Regions from separate parts of the Xenopus tropicalis genome. Here region 2 is linked to region 1. A link is a contact called in public Hi-C data. All regions are on one chromosome and are shown on one strand. The core of a region is the stretch at or near the end of the contact, and the rest is flanking DNA. Distances in the headings are between cores, read along the strand shown.

Region 1 (6,494 bases), core at 51-2,550:
TGACATATTCCTGGAAGCCAGTCAAGAGAAAAACACTCCTTGCAAGTCCTTGCATTTTTTAATCCTTACTGCAAGCCTCTTGCAACCTGCAGCTCCTGGCATCCTCCCTTATTTGTTGGGCATTTTTAAAGGAGAACTTAAGCTCAACAAAGAATTAGGCCAGAAATGCTACGTATTATGTGTTGGATTTCTGTACCAGCCCATATCCATCACAGCCCTTTAGCGGGGAATTCTGAGCCCCTAGAAAACCCATTAGGGCTTCCGAAACTGAGCTGTTACAATAAATTCAGTATATAAAATACAATCTTGTTTATCAAAATTCTTTGATTAACATCTAGATTCTTATTACTTAGGCACCCCAGTAACATAAGCCCTTTTTAGACCAATGTGGCAGCTTATCTGCCCATGTAGGGGGCCCTCCAGTGGCCTAGTCAACAATTATCTGGCCAAAAATCGTCCAGATGTCAGTCAGGCAAGTTTGATCTTTCTGCCAGATCAAGGACTGCATTGTCTTGTTGATGCAGTCCTTGCACTGATGACCTGTGTCCCTGGGGCCAAATGATCAGATCAGCCCAGTATCACCCACCTTAAGGTGGCCATACACGGTCCCTTGTACCGATTCGGCAGCTTATCGGACCGTGTAGGAGCAGAATCGAAGGGTATGCCCGACCGATAATTAAAAAATTTAGTTGGATCAGGGACGGCATTGGCTCGTTGATGCAGTCCCCGAACCAACTGCCCCATTGCCGCCATTATAATTTGGCCTGGGGCCAAACGATCAAATTAGCCTACATGTTCCCCGATATCGCCCACCCGTAGGTCGCCAAGCGAGCGAATCTTCACGTGCATGGGCACCTTTAGCTATGGAGGGGCAGATTTATCAAAAGGTGAGATTACAGCTCACTACTGAAAAACCCACCCATTTTCTATTTATTCCCATGGGATTTTTAGAAGTGTATTCATAAAGTGGTGAACTCTAGATTTCACCCATTAATAAATACACTGCTAAAAATCCCATAGGAATGAATAGTAAATGGGTGAGTTTTTCCTGTGGGAGCTCTGCCCCTTAGAGATGGTGGAAATCTGTGTATATCTGATTATATCAGAGATATGCACGACTTGCTGAAATGAGGATTTGCTCTTTCCGGTTATAATCCTAATCTGTCAGACTGAGTGCTCATATAAGTGAAAGGGAAATTGTTGGTGTGTTGTGGCCAAGCAGTGCACTGGGAATAGCTGTCCCTTTTGCATTGTTCTGAAAGCTAGTTGGGGGATTGTTAGGCAATTTGCCGGCTAAATAAAACCTTTTTTCTTTTCCTGTCTGTTTGTATGTAAAGGAGAGGCGGGGGAGCGGGCAGAGTGAGGCAGGCAGGGAAGTGTCAAGAAGCCCATAATGGCAGGATTTAAAGCCAAGTTAAGTAGCTGACTGCCATAAAGAAATTCAGGAGTTACAAGTTCAAACCACAGGTGTTAACAAAGAAAATATTGGCTAAGAGAGGGAAATCCTTGTGTCCTTTATTTCTACCAGAGGGTGCTTGGAGCGAGAACTTATTGCCTGTTTGTCTTCCCATTACATACACTTAAAGCTTACCATCTTATCACAATTCCGTCATCATAAAAGTAACAATATATTCACTTTATAAGCAGGATTTACTTTGAGTAAATGTTTAATAAAACAAAGGGATAGGTTATATGCCCAGCTACTGTATATGTATCTGTTTATTTGCATTCATTAACAATGAGCAGGAACTACCATATAAACTCCAATGAAACGGAGTCTCTTGTGGCCAAAGTATCAAATGCTTAATAAATATAGTGGTATATAGTATTACATTGAAATTTGTCTGGGGAGTATACACATAAAAAATGAATTTGCAGGGTTGTATATATGGGGCTGCTGTGGCATCTGGAGGCCGCAGGTTTCCCACTCTTGGATTATTCCAAAATCCCACAAAATCTAAAAAAAAATGAGTCGGACATCTTTAGTTTAGGGGATTCATCATCAAGGGCAGGAATTAAGGAATAAGTGATTTGTTTTTTTATTAGTTTGTCATCATTTCTGTTCTGCTAAGAGGACCTTCCTCAGAACATCCCTCGATGATGATCCCCCAGATGTCTTGAGAAAGGTCCTTTACACAGGAGCAAAACGTTGAGTACAATATACAAGCAATATTATAACAAGCACCTCACAGTACTATGGTGTTGCTGCATGCTTAAGCCCAACCTTATCTCCCACCCTTGCAATTTCCTCTCTCTCTGCATCCCTGCCCTTAAGCTGGCCATACACGCACCGATACTATCGTACGAAACCTCGTTTCGTACGATATTCGGTGCGTGTATGGCATGTCGGCGAGTCGACCGATATCGCAGGAAGCTGCTGATATGGGACGACTCGCCGATCGGCCAGGTTAGAAAATTTTGATCGGGCGCCATAGAAGGCGCCTGACCAAAATCTGCCGTCAGGGCTGAATCGGCAGAAGGAGGTCGAAATCCTATTGTTTCTGCTGTTTCAGCCCTGACCGTGTGTGGTGGATCTGACCGATGGTCGCACGAAACATCGTCAGATCGCCACGTGTATGGCCAGCTTAAGATACATTTCCTGTTGGTCTCCCCTTAACCTGTTCGGACTTTCTTTATGCCCCAGACATGTACAGGAAGCAGGAAAAACCAAATGACTGGAAGTTCTTGGTAGTTCTTAATTACGAATGTCTTACTGTAGTCTACCAATGCCTGATGCTGACTTGGGTCCCAAGTGTATTGGGCATTACATTTGCCCTCTTGCTCCTACATTTTGATGCTGTCATTATTTGAACAGGTTTAATTGTATAAAGCTGCAGAGCTGCCTCTTAATTTTTTTGTCTCTAATTCACAGAGTTTTTTGATGATTTCTCCGAGGGACGAGAATGTGTCAACTGTGGAGCGATGTCAACCCCACTTTGGAGGCGGGATGGAACAGGCCACTATCTATGCAATGCTTGTGGATTATACCATAAGATGAATGGGATCAACCGTCCTCTGATCAAGCCTCAAAGGCGACTGGTAAGGAATATTTGCACAGCTTTTTTTTGCTCGTTATCTATATATTTATGTTTACTTTAAGCAGTCAGGCCATTTGTTAGGAAATCCTTCACTGCAATCTTAAACCCCTGGGTGTATTAGTGGAGCAGGTTTAAAATAAGCATTAGTAAATGTTGCACTGCCTCCATTACCCCCAGCCCTAGTCTGGGTTTTGGTAACAAAGGTCTTGGCTAACTGAGCTCCCTGACATATGTGCATATTATGTTTAATTTATGAGGTCCACTTATACTTCCATGTTTAGTCACAAGGCAAACTCTGCTCCAAGTCTAGTCACTCACATCAAGCAGTCAGGGATTTGACCTGCTTACCAGTACATGTTACCCTAGCCACAAATGCAGTATCGGACTGAGATGGCAGGGGCCCACCAGAAAACACTGGACAATGGGCCCATTCTCACAACTTTCCCTCAATCCCTCCTCTCCTCTCTCAAACTCTTTATTATACTTTTCTCTACATGCTATATTCTTCCATCTATCAAGTTTCCATGTTCCCATACAGAAATAGGGAATGACCATGAAATAGGCTAAATAGATAGAAGCAAGAGGGCCCACTGACCCCTGGGCCCACCGGGAGTTTTCCTGGTATCCTGCTGGGCCAGTCCGACACTGCACAAACGTTAGCACACTACCAACTTTATAATACATGCTGCTCATATGCCAGTTGTGCTGATGTTCCAGTGTTCTGCATTGGGAGTTGCCACTGGTCTGTGATGTAATTTACAATACTTGATATATAAGAGAAAGGGCACAGAAGTGCACTACGCCAGCATTTTCTAGACCTTGACTGAAACAAAGACGTCATTTTTTTTTTATTTTTTGCTGCTGCTGCATTGTAAGACCTTGGGTGGATACAGAGGACTTTAGATATACTGTCCTCTATTAAAGACATCATGGAAAGAGATTCATTTCACTGGACTTTGATCTAATACCTTCAGCATCATAAACAAATGAGTGATGACTTCTTCAGGAGACAGCTATATTGCTTAGGTGGAGGTGGCTTGAGTGTGAAGTGACCTCTTTAGATTTAAAGTTATTTATCTGTAGAACTACCCTGACATAAGGCCTCACCCCATAGCTGATATTTAGATACATTATATTAAATAGGAAACCAGGGAGTTGTTCTGTGTTTCCCTTTTCGGTGTGTTGGAAGGTGACGGGGTTGTGGGTCAGAGGCAGCTGGAAACCAATTCCTTATACAATACAATATACCTGCAGGTCCCCTCCTTGCCTTCATGAGTAATGCCAGATGGGTTTAGCTTCCAGAGAGGCGATTTACACTTCACCTTTAACCTAACTCTGACAAAGCTCAGTTTTCCATTCTTCCTCTGGACTGGTAGGGCAAGAAGTGATCTCACTTGTGTACTGCTCATTTATTTCCACCATCATATATATATATATATATATATATATATATATATAGGGTTTGTCCCTGAGGAAGAGCACAGTTGGTGCTCGAAACGTTGGATCGTTTTCATTAAAAAATTTTTTGTTTTCTAACAAAGTCCCTGCGTGTGCGGCTCATTGTCTTGTTATATACATGGTTTTTGCAAGCACCTGGGGCATTTGATTACTATTAGGGTGTGCTCAGTTCTTTTCTGTATATATATATATCTTCTGTCACCAGAAAGTGCAGTAAAATTGCCATCTGTCATAATGACCCTTAAAAATACCCTACCAAGGCCAACCAGCCCTAAAGATCAATAGATTTTTTAACTGATTATGTGAGTAATAAGGCCCCTGAATTAGTCTCTTGAATTTCCTGTAATGTCTTTATTTTCACCGCAACTCAAAATAAAAGATGTGTGGGCACACTGTGCTAAACATCATCAACCAATGGTATTTTCAAATCTGTCTAATTTTCTGGCAGCTATGGGTAGAAACTAACATACATACTGCCACCTAGTGATGAATGAACGCATTGCGGTTGTAGAGGACACCATTAATATTTCACATTGCATCTATACAGTATATAGCACCATAATATAGATATCAGTAATAGTGATGAGTATGGGAATTCAGCAACTTTTCCTGAAGATAAGATTCTCTGTCTGCTGCATATCAGTTGTAAAGTTATGCAATAATAAATGGGTTTATCTGAATGTATGATTTTTACATAACGTATGATGTAAGCCATTTGTACAGCTACTAAGGAAATCCCTAATAACCACTTCATATCTTGTCTCTTTAGTCTGCATCTCGCCGTGTGGGCCTATCCTGCGCTAACTGCCATACAACCACTACTACACTCTGGCGCCGTAACGCAGAGGGGGAACCAGTATGCAATGCTTGTGGCCTTTATATGAAGCTACATGGGGTAAGAAATCTCTTTTATCTACCTAGAAGGTCAACTAAAATTGCTCCTCTGTCCTGATAAAATCACAAGATATAATATTAATTGCTATGATTTCATACCTGGCCTTCTTCATGTCAGACCTGACTCTGTTCTCCCTTTCTAATTCCATTGTATAAAAAGGTGTAAAATGAATTCCCATGAACATGTACTGTCTAATTTTGATTCTGATTAAAAAAAACTATATCTGACATTTTCTTTTAATTCTGTAACAGGTCCCTCGGCCGCTAGCAATGAAAAAGGAAGGAATCCAGACACGAAAGCGCAAACCTAAGAACCTCAGCAAGTCTAAAACGCCAACAGGTATCACAAATAAACACAGCAATTAACTACTAGTTTTTTTTAGATGTATTTGCAATTTGGTCACTTATTCCAAATGTCTCCGTTATGCCATTACACTGAGGGAACCACCCAACTAGAATGCTTTAATGGCAGCTAATAAGGAGGGGTGTTATTTATCTGATAAAAAAAATAGTGGCGCTTATACTACCTTACTTTAATGATAAGTGTAAAAAATACCTATGTATTGATTAATATTTGCTTCAATGCTCCTTTTTTAATTCCTCAGGCCAAAACAGCAGTGACAGCCTCACTCCTTCCACCAGCTCCACGAACTCCGCCGGAGAGGAAATGCGTCCAATAAAGATTGAGCCAGGACTATCCCCTCCATATGGCCATTCGAGTTCTCTATCTCAGGTGAGCAGAATAGGCCACAAAAATGCTGTTATTCAGGAATGGAATCTCATGCAATCAGTGATGGGGGGGGGGGGGGCTGCAGGGGTTCACATTGTCTCTGTCGCCTATGTATCTGACTTTATCAATGGGTGACCCTCTGGTTACGGGAACCTTAAAGGAAAACTAAAACCCCCCCTAACAATGTAGGTCTCTATAAAAATATATTACATAAACAGCTCATATGTAAAACCCGGCTTCATCTAAATAAACCATTTTCATAAAATGTACTTTTTTAGTAGTATGTAGCATTGGGTAATCCTAAATAGGAAACTGCCATTTTAAGAATTAAGGGCCGCCCCCTGGGATCATAGGATTCAACGTGCACACAAACA
Region 2 (6,795 bases), core at 2,367-4,866, 140 kb before region 1:
TGGTTGAAGGGTTGGTGGTGTTGAGTGGGGCCTTAACATTTTCTATAACATTTTTTTTTGGCGAAGGGGGGGCAGAAAAGACACAGTTGTTGTTCCATCTTACAAAATCTCATTGCATTTATCTACAGCCCAGGATATAATTTTGTAGGATCCAACTGAGCCAATAGCAGATCCAAGTACAGAATGTGGTCACTATGGTGCCTTAAAGGGGACATATTGTGTGAAAAATAATATTGTGCCAATGAATTAAACTCAACTAAATACAGAAGGAATGTGCTTTAAAAAGTAATGTTTCTGGCTGATTTATTGAAAACCTCTAAAAACCCCACAAGCCCCACCCATCTGTTCCACTTCCTGCTGCCTCCTATCCCAGGCTGTGCAGGGGGGCCGGCGTGTAGGTCAGCAGCCAGGCTGACCTGATAGGGAACTGAAGCCTGTCTGTGCTTGTGTAACTGTAGGGCTGTGATTGGCTCTCCCCCTCCTACTGTGGGCAGGGGCCGTTAGGACACGCCCACCCCTCATTTTAAACACGGACAGAGACCTGAGAGGATCTATAGGGAGCTCCAATAAGAGGGCCGTTTTTACGCACCGTGTATTATTCATAGCTGCCTACAGGATTGTTTTTTTTCCTTTATCCTATACAGGGTCGGGCTGGGCAGCTGGGACACCGGGGAAAAATCCTAGTGGGCCCCAACCCTAGTGGGCCCCAACCCTTGCCGGCACTCCCTCTGCCGGACTGTTCCTCCCCTCACGCATTAAATTTACATGCGCTCAGGGGAGGATGTTGGGTGGGGGACCCTGTAGGGGGTTAGGGGGCTCCTGTGAAGGGGGGGTTAGGGGACGCAGCCTGTGGGGGTTACGGGGATGCGTCCTGCGGGGGTGAGGGTTACGGGGACGCGGCCTGTGGGGGTTACGGGGACGCGGCCTGCGGGGGTTACGGGGGTGGGGGTTACGGGGACGCGGCCTGTGGGGGTGGGGGTTAGGGGACGCGGCCTGCGGGGGTGAGGGTTATGGGGACGCGGCCTGTGGGGGTTACGGGGACGCGGCCTGCAGGGGTTACGGGGGTGGGGGTTACGGGGACGCGGCCTGCGGGGGTGGGGGTTACGGGGACGCGGCCTGTGGGGGTGGGGGTTAGGGGATGCGGCCTTCAGAGGGGGGGTTAGGGGACATGGCCGGTGAGGGCACCTGCAGGGCCCCTGGGGCCACATACAGAGACACAATGACACTGATAAAACTGAATGCACCACCATAAAGGAAGGGGGATTTCAAAAATAATTTGAAATAAATATATTATTGCCAAGGGACAGACAAAACAATATACTGATATTTGTCAGGGAATGATTTAACTAATTGTAGGAAATTATGAGCCATAAAAGTAAGAAGACATTTTAGCAGAAATGATGCTACGGGGGTTCCGGACTGCGCACATTTAAAGGTCAACTTCTGTAACTGCAGGTTTAGATACAGTTCCACTCTTTGCAAAGCTTGTAGCATATTCCCTGCCCGTATGTGGGAAGCAGATTTAATTTTGTTTTATCTCACTGTATTTCCCAGGCATGACCAACCCAGAGGTGATTTGCAACCTGGACCAAGGCTATCGCATGCCCCGCCCCAACGACTGCCCCATGGAACTCTATGAGATCATGCTCAGGTGCTGGAGGGACAACGCCGAGGAGAGGCCCACCTTTGATTACTTGCAGTCTGTCCTGGAGGATTTTAGCACCTCGACAGAAAAGCAATACGAGGAGGAGCCGTGAGTTGGCGCCGGATCCCCCCAAAGTCTCCAGTTATGGAACCAGATTGGGCAGCGATTACTTACTGCTCTGGTTCTGGAATAACTTTACTAAAAGAATTCAGATCTGGTTTCAGCATCTCATTTGAAGACAGTTGCAGTTGGTCGTATGGCCACCGGCTACAAACACACACTCTGTACATTAATGGAATTCTGACTGGTGTATTTAATGAGGGCGGTAATGCCCCGCAATGGGCTTGGAATGTATCTTAGAAAAAATGATTGGAAATCAAGGTTCCCATAAAAACTGCTGGTCGCTCTAACGACTTGGGACAAGAAATATAATAGTAATTATACATCTAGAATTCATACAGAGCTTATGGCCTCAGTGGATATACCTCAGGGTGTATACGGTTTTATTAATGGGACCCATAAGGAGTCTGGGATTCGGCAACGGGACCTACGATCCCAAGGAAGATGTTTTGTCCCAATTATTTAATGAATCAATACAGGAACCATTTGCGTCCATATCAGCGTGACTTTTGTAAATGACCCTTCAAATCTCTTGCCTGTCAGGTACTGGTGGGAGTTGCAGTTCAGCAAGAGCTATGGGGGTCGCAGGTTAGACCTCCTTTGTATCGAAATCTCTGGAATTGTGGGGTAATATGAGGGCTGCACCCACAAAGATGAATGCACTTTGGGCGCTTATGTAAACCGATGGCCATTGTGGCTGATGAATCTCTGTGGAGCTGGACGAGCAGGGACTCAGGGGAGAGGGTTATTCATGCACCTCAGTTGCCCTTTAAAGCCAAGAACAGATGAAAGTTGCCCGGAATGGCCCTGTGTGCCACTGGCCTGCAGCCCAGACATTCCAAGAGGGGAAAATGATCTGCATTACTGGGTTTAATTCCTTTACCGCTTCCAGTTCTTCACTGCAGGGGCACTAGTGGGTTATTTAGTATCGGGGGCAATGCCAGTGCCGTATTTTCTACATAAGAACCAGATAATAAAGACAAAGTGGGAGCCCTTCTTGCTCGTTATTTCATTACGTGGGTCCTTTACGTTGATAATCTCACATGTTCTGCCCTATTGATATTAAAGAAAATCTGTCACTCTGAAGTTTACCCATATTTGCCCCATCGGTGTCTATGCTGTTTCCCAGCAGCACCGCTGACCCCTCCCCTGTTGCACAAATGGCCTGTTTATAAAGTTTCCATTGCAGTAGGTGTTAAAATAGCTGTTACTTAACTGTTACTGAAATTGCATTATTTCTATTATTTTAATGACTTTAACCAACACAGATTAACCTGTAATTTGCCAGGAGCCATAGAAGCTGCGTTGCCCTGTCCCTGCCTGGCCAGCAGAGCTGTAGCAGGTTCCGTATCCTGGACATAGGGGTGTGAATACATAATATTTCAGCACAGAATATTTATTATAGGTTCTAAACCTTACCTCCCTATTGGTGAATCAGTTAGATCTCTCTTTATCACTATCAGGGGCATTACTAAAGATGGAGGGGGCCCATTAACTGCTCAGGGGCCCAAGAGGTTTAAGGGGGCCAGTGTGTCTGACTGATAAGCAGTATTTTTATGAAAAATATTTTCTTTTTAAAGGATAGAGGGGCCCTAAAATGAATTTGCTTTGGCCCTAGTAACATCTAGTTATGCCCAGGGTCGAATCTTTTGTCTCCTGCAGTTCCCACTGCAAATCTCCCAATGATTAGGAATAGTATAACACTGAATAAAACAAATTATACTTTGGCTTCACTTACACACTGTGGCACTAGGGGGCAGTCTTGTTCCACTCAGGAATAGAATAGACACTCACACAGTTCCAAGAGGCAGAGGATAATAAATGGGAAATAGAGAAACCATTAGGCCCTGGCAGAGGAAGCTGGAGAATCTGGTGATGTGTTTGGCTAAAGCAAGACTAGAGGTCTCTGTACATGAGAGACCCCCCCGGAGCTGGGGCCAACGTGATTCATTCTGTAGGAAACTAAGAGAGACAGACGGAGGGGATATTAGTTCTTTATGGGAGCAGAGACAGACGGTGGGATCTTTGGCTGAAGCAGTGTCAGAGTATTGTGTAGAATAGCGCCCCTCAGGGGGCATACCCGTAGTTACGGGCAACTATCCATACTATCCATACTATCCATATTATCCATACTATCCATACTATCCATACTATCCATACTATCCATATTATCCATACTATCCATATTATCCATACTATCCATACTATCCATACTATCCATATTATCCATACTATCCATACTATCCATATTATCCATACTATCCATACTATCCATACTATCCATACTATCCATATTATCCATACTATCCATATTATCCATACTATCCATATTATCCATACTATCCATACTATCCATATTATCCATACTATACATACTATACATGCGGGGGATGTGGCAGGGACACTTTGGGGGGGGTGGGTCCCTGGAGTGGTAGCTCAGTGGGCCCTGCACCCCCCAGTCTGACCCTGCCTGTTGGGAATTGCATGCCTAGTGACGCAGGGAAACCTGCAAGTGCCCCAACAGTGCTCTGCGCTGATACATGCAGTGGATTTGCACCTTAAGAATTCAAGCACAGACGTCATTTTGATGCCATGCACATAAAATCATAAAATCCCAGTTGCAACATTTTTGTTGCACCATTGCACCAAGTGCAACTCTACCTCTGGGCCAAAATAAAGCCGTGATTCTGGGCAGAAATTTTGCATTGTGGGTAATAAACACTGGAAATTGCTTCCAATCTGCACCCTGCACTTGGCTGTATATCATCCTTTTATTGCTTTATGGTTGGATCTAATAAGTTACTATCAGCTTCCCATACCGACAAGCTCCCCCTCTGTATCACCCTCCCATACCGACAAGCTCCCCCCCTGTATCACCCTCCCATACCGACAAGCTCCCCCTCTGTATCACCCTCCCATACCGACAAGCTCCCCCTCTGTATCACCCTCCCATACCGACAAGCTCCCCCTCTGTATCACCCTCCCATACCGACAAGCTCCCCCTCTGTATCACCCTCCCATACCGACAAGCTCCCCCCCTGTATCACCCTCCCATACCGACAAGCTCCCCCTCTGTATCACCCTCCCATACCGACAAGCTCCCCCTCTGTATCACCCTCCCATACCGACAAGCTCCCCCTCTGTATCACCCTCCCATACCGACAAGCTCCCCCTCTGTATCACCCTCCCATACCGACAAGCTCCCCCTCTGTATCACCCTGCCACAGGCTTACACACACATACTTGGTCTCTCTATGCAGATTGTAAGCTCTGTGGGGCACTGACCTCCTACCTTTTGTATATGTAAGGGGACATACACCCACCCACACACTGTAAAGGAAATGTAAACACAAATTACATGTCATGTCAGCACTTTTGTCATTTATATTCATATTTTTATAGATTTCAAGGTATTAGAAATGTTTAACTGCTGATATAATAGCTTTGAAACAACAACGCCACCTGCTGTTCATTCCAGATAACTGGTTGCAGAATTAAGGTAAGTGAGCAGAGAAGAGTCAGCCGTCCTTTATCCGGCCAGTTCTAAGCAGAGCAATATCACAAACAACAGTAGGTGGCAATGTTGTTTCATCATTATATCAGCCATTTAAAAACTACTAAATTGCAAAAGTGCTCAGAAGAGCACTCTGAGCAATTTTATTCAAGTTTTTTATTTCCTTTTACTTTCATCAATCAAATTACATTATTTGTTTCCTTTTGTTTTCACAATTTTATCAGTTTAAGGCTCCCCCAGAGTGACCCCTGCTGTTCTGCCATAAGAAACTGTGCTACAGAAAGTATCTCCTTCTCTGCTCAGCTTTATCATTGCTATATCATATTCAGGGTTGGACTGGTTTAGGGCTGACCTAGACCTTGATCCACGTCAGGAAGCATCAGCGCTCCCCAGGGTCAGACTGGGGGGTGCAGGGCCCACTGGGGCTGCTGCCCCAGGGGCTATGCATCCCCTTAGGGGCCACAGCCACCCGCCAACTGCCTGACTCCCTCCCCTGACCGGCACGAGGCAGTGGTGGCGTGGACTGGTTCTGGGCCCCACTGGCCCAGTCTGAGCCTGACTCTCCCCCACTGACCTCCCTTTCCCGATTGCACCTTGGTAAGTATTAACTATGTATGCTGGGGCTAGGGTCGCCACCTTCACTGCGTAGGAACTTTGGGCAGGGAGGCGGAGCATGATGTAATGGGGCGGGGCAGTGATGTCATGGTGTGGGGCTATGACGCAGTGATCTGTCAATTGCCGCATCAATCTTGGGCAAACCAGGCAGGCAGTTTTGACTCGGACAGCCCTAAAGAAAACCAGACTTTCTGGGTCAAAACCGGACAGGTGGCAACCCTAGCTAGGGCGGGGGGATACTCGGGGTGTGGGGGACCCCTGGTGTGGCAGCCCTGGTGGGCCCTGCACACCCCAGTCCGACCTTCCTCATATTAATATATCTGTCATACACGTAATAATGATCTATTTATAATCTCCATATATTTATCATAAATACATTTACAGAAGGAATGTTTCCTACATCAACGCATAGCAGCTCCCATCCTACCTCCCCAATATTACAGGTTATTTATTAAATCCCCACCCGTTTTCTCCTGTAGGGTTAGTAAGTGCAAATGTGGGTGCAAGAGCTGGAGCACTATGGTTCCCTAGTGAAATGCGCAGATCCCTTTCCTGTTTGCCCAGAGCCCGGTGCAGCTTCCGCTGATAGTAACACTTTAACCCCGCAGCCCCAGAGCCACATTTAGCCCTCGTGGGGTGGAATTTGTATCCTGCGCCTGTACGAGACCTCGAGGCTCCTGGCTGTACCAGCCGAATTGGCCTCATTAGTGGATTTGCCATTGATTTTTGTGCTCGCTATCTGTGCGGCTTAATAGATATGTTACATAGAGGTTATCATAATGACAATAGACTGACTATACTGGTACTTCTCTATCCTCATTATTATCGACCGGCTGAAGGGGGGCCAAGCCCTGAGTGCGAATCGAGCGCCCGGTCACCCGTGAGAGGATTGTGGCAACTG

The links. A called contact is a pair of places that touch in the nucleus more often than the background predicts.
Region 2: a contact with region 1 is called in a Hi-C map of neurula embryo, with 3 times the contacts expected there. The contact joins two enhancer-like sites. A contact is called at or near these places in 3 of 5 Hi-C or Micro-C datasets (brain, neurula embryo and tailbud embryo).

The regions. Positions count from the first base shown.
Region 1 is chr5:150,616,492-150,622,985 of UCB_Xtro_10.0, reverse strand. gata4 (GATA binding protein 4) reads left to right here. Exons shown (of 6, transcript NM_001016949.2): 2 at 2,873-3,039; 3 at 5,266-5,391; 4 at 5,643-5,730; 5 at 5,996-6,123. Among named protein-coding and RNA genes, the nearest start is that of neil2, 11 kb to the right of the region's middle. Within about 2 kb of position 1,300, at least 2 of the 11 cell types and tissues checked have an H3K27ac peak or open chromatin away from gene starts, as enhancers often do. A contact at or near this core is called in neurula embryo, where this site is marked.
Region 2 is chr5:150,762,567-150,769,361 of UCB_Xtro_10.0, reverse strand. blk (tyrosine-protein kinase Blk) reads left to right here. Exons shown (of 11, transcript XM_031903073.1): 11 at 1,555-2,748. The coding sequence ends at 1,757. Among named protein-coding and RNA genes, the nearest start is that of blk, 15 kb to the left of the region's middle. Within about 2 kb of position 3,616, at least 2 of the 11 cell types and tissues checked have an H3K27ac peak or open chromatin away from gene starts, as enhancers often do. A contact at or near this core is called in neurula embryo, where this site is marked.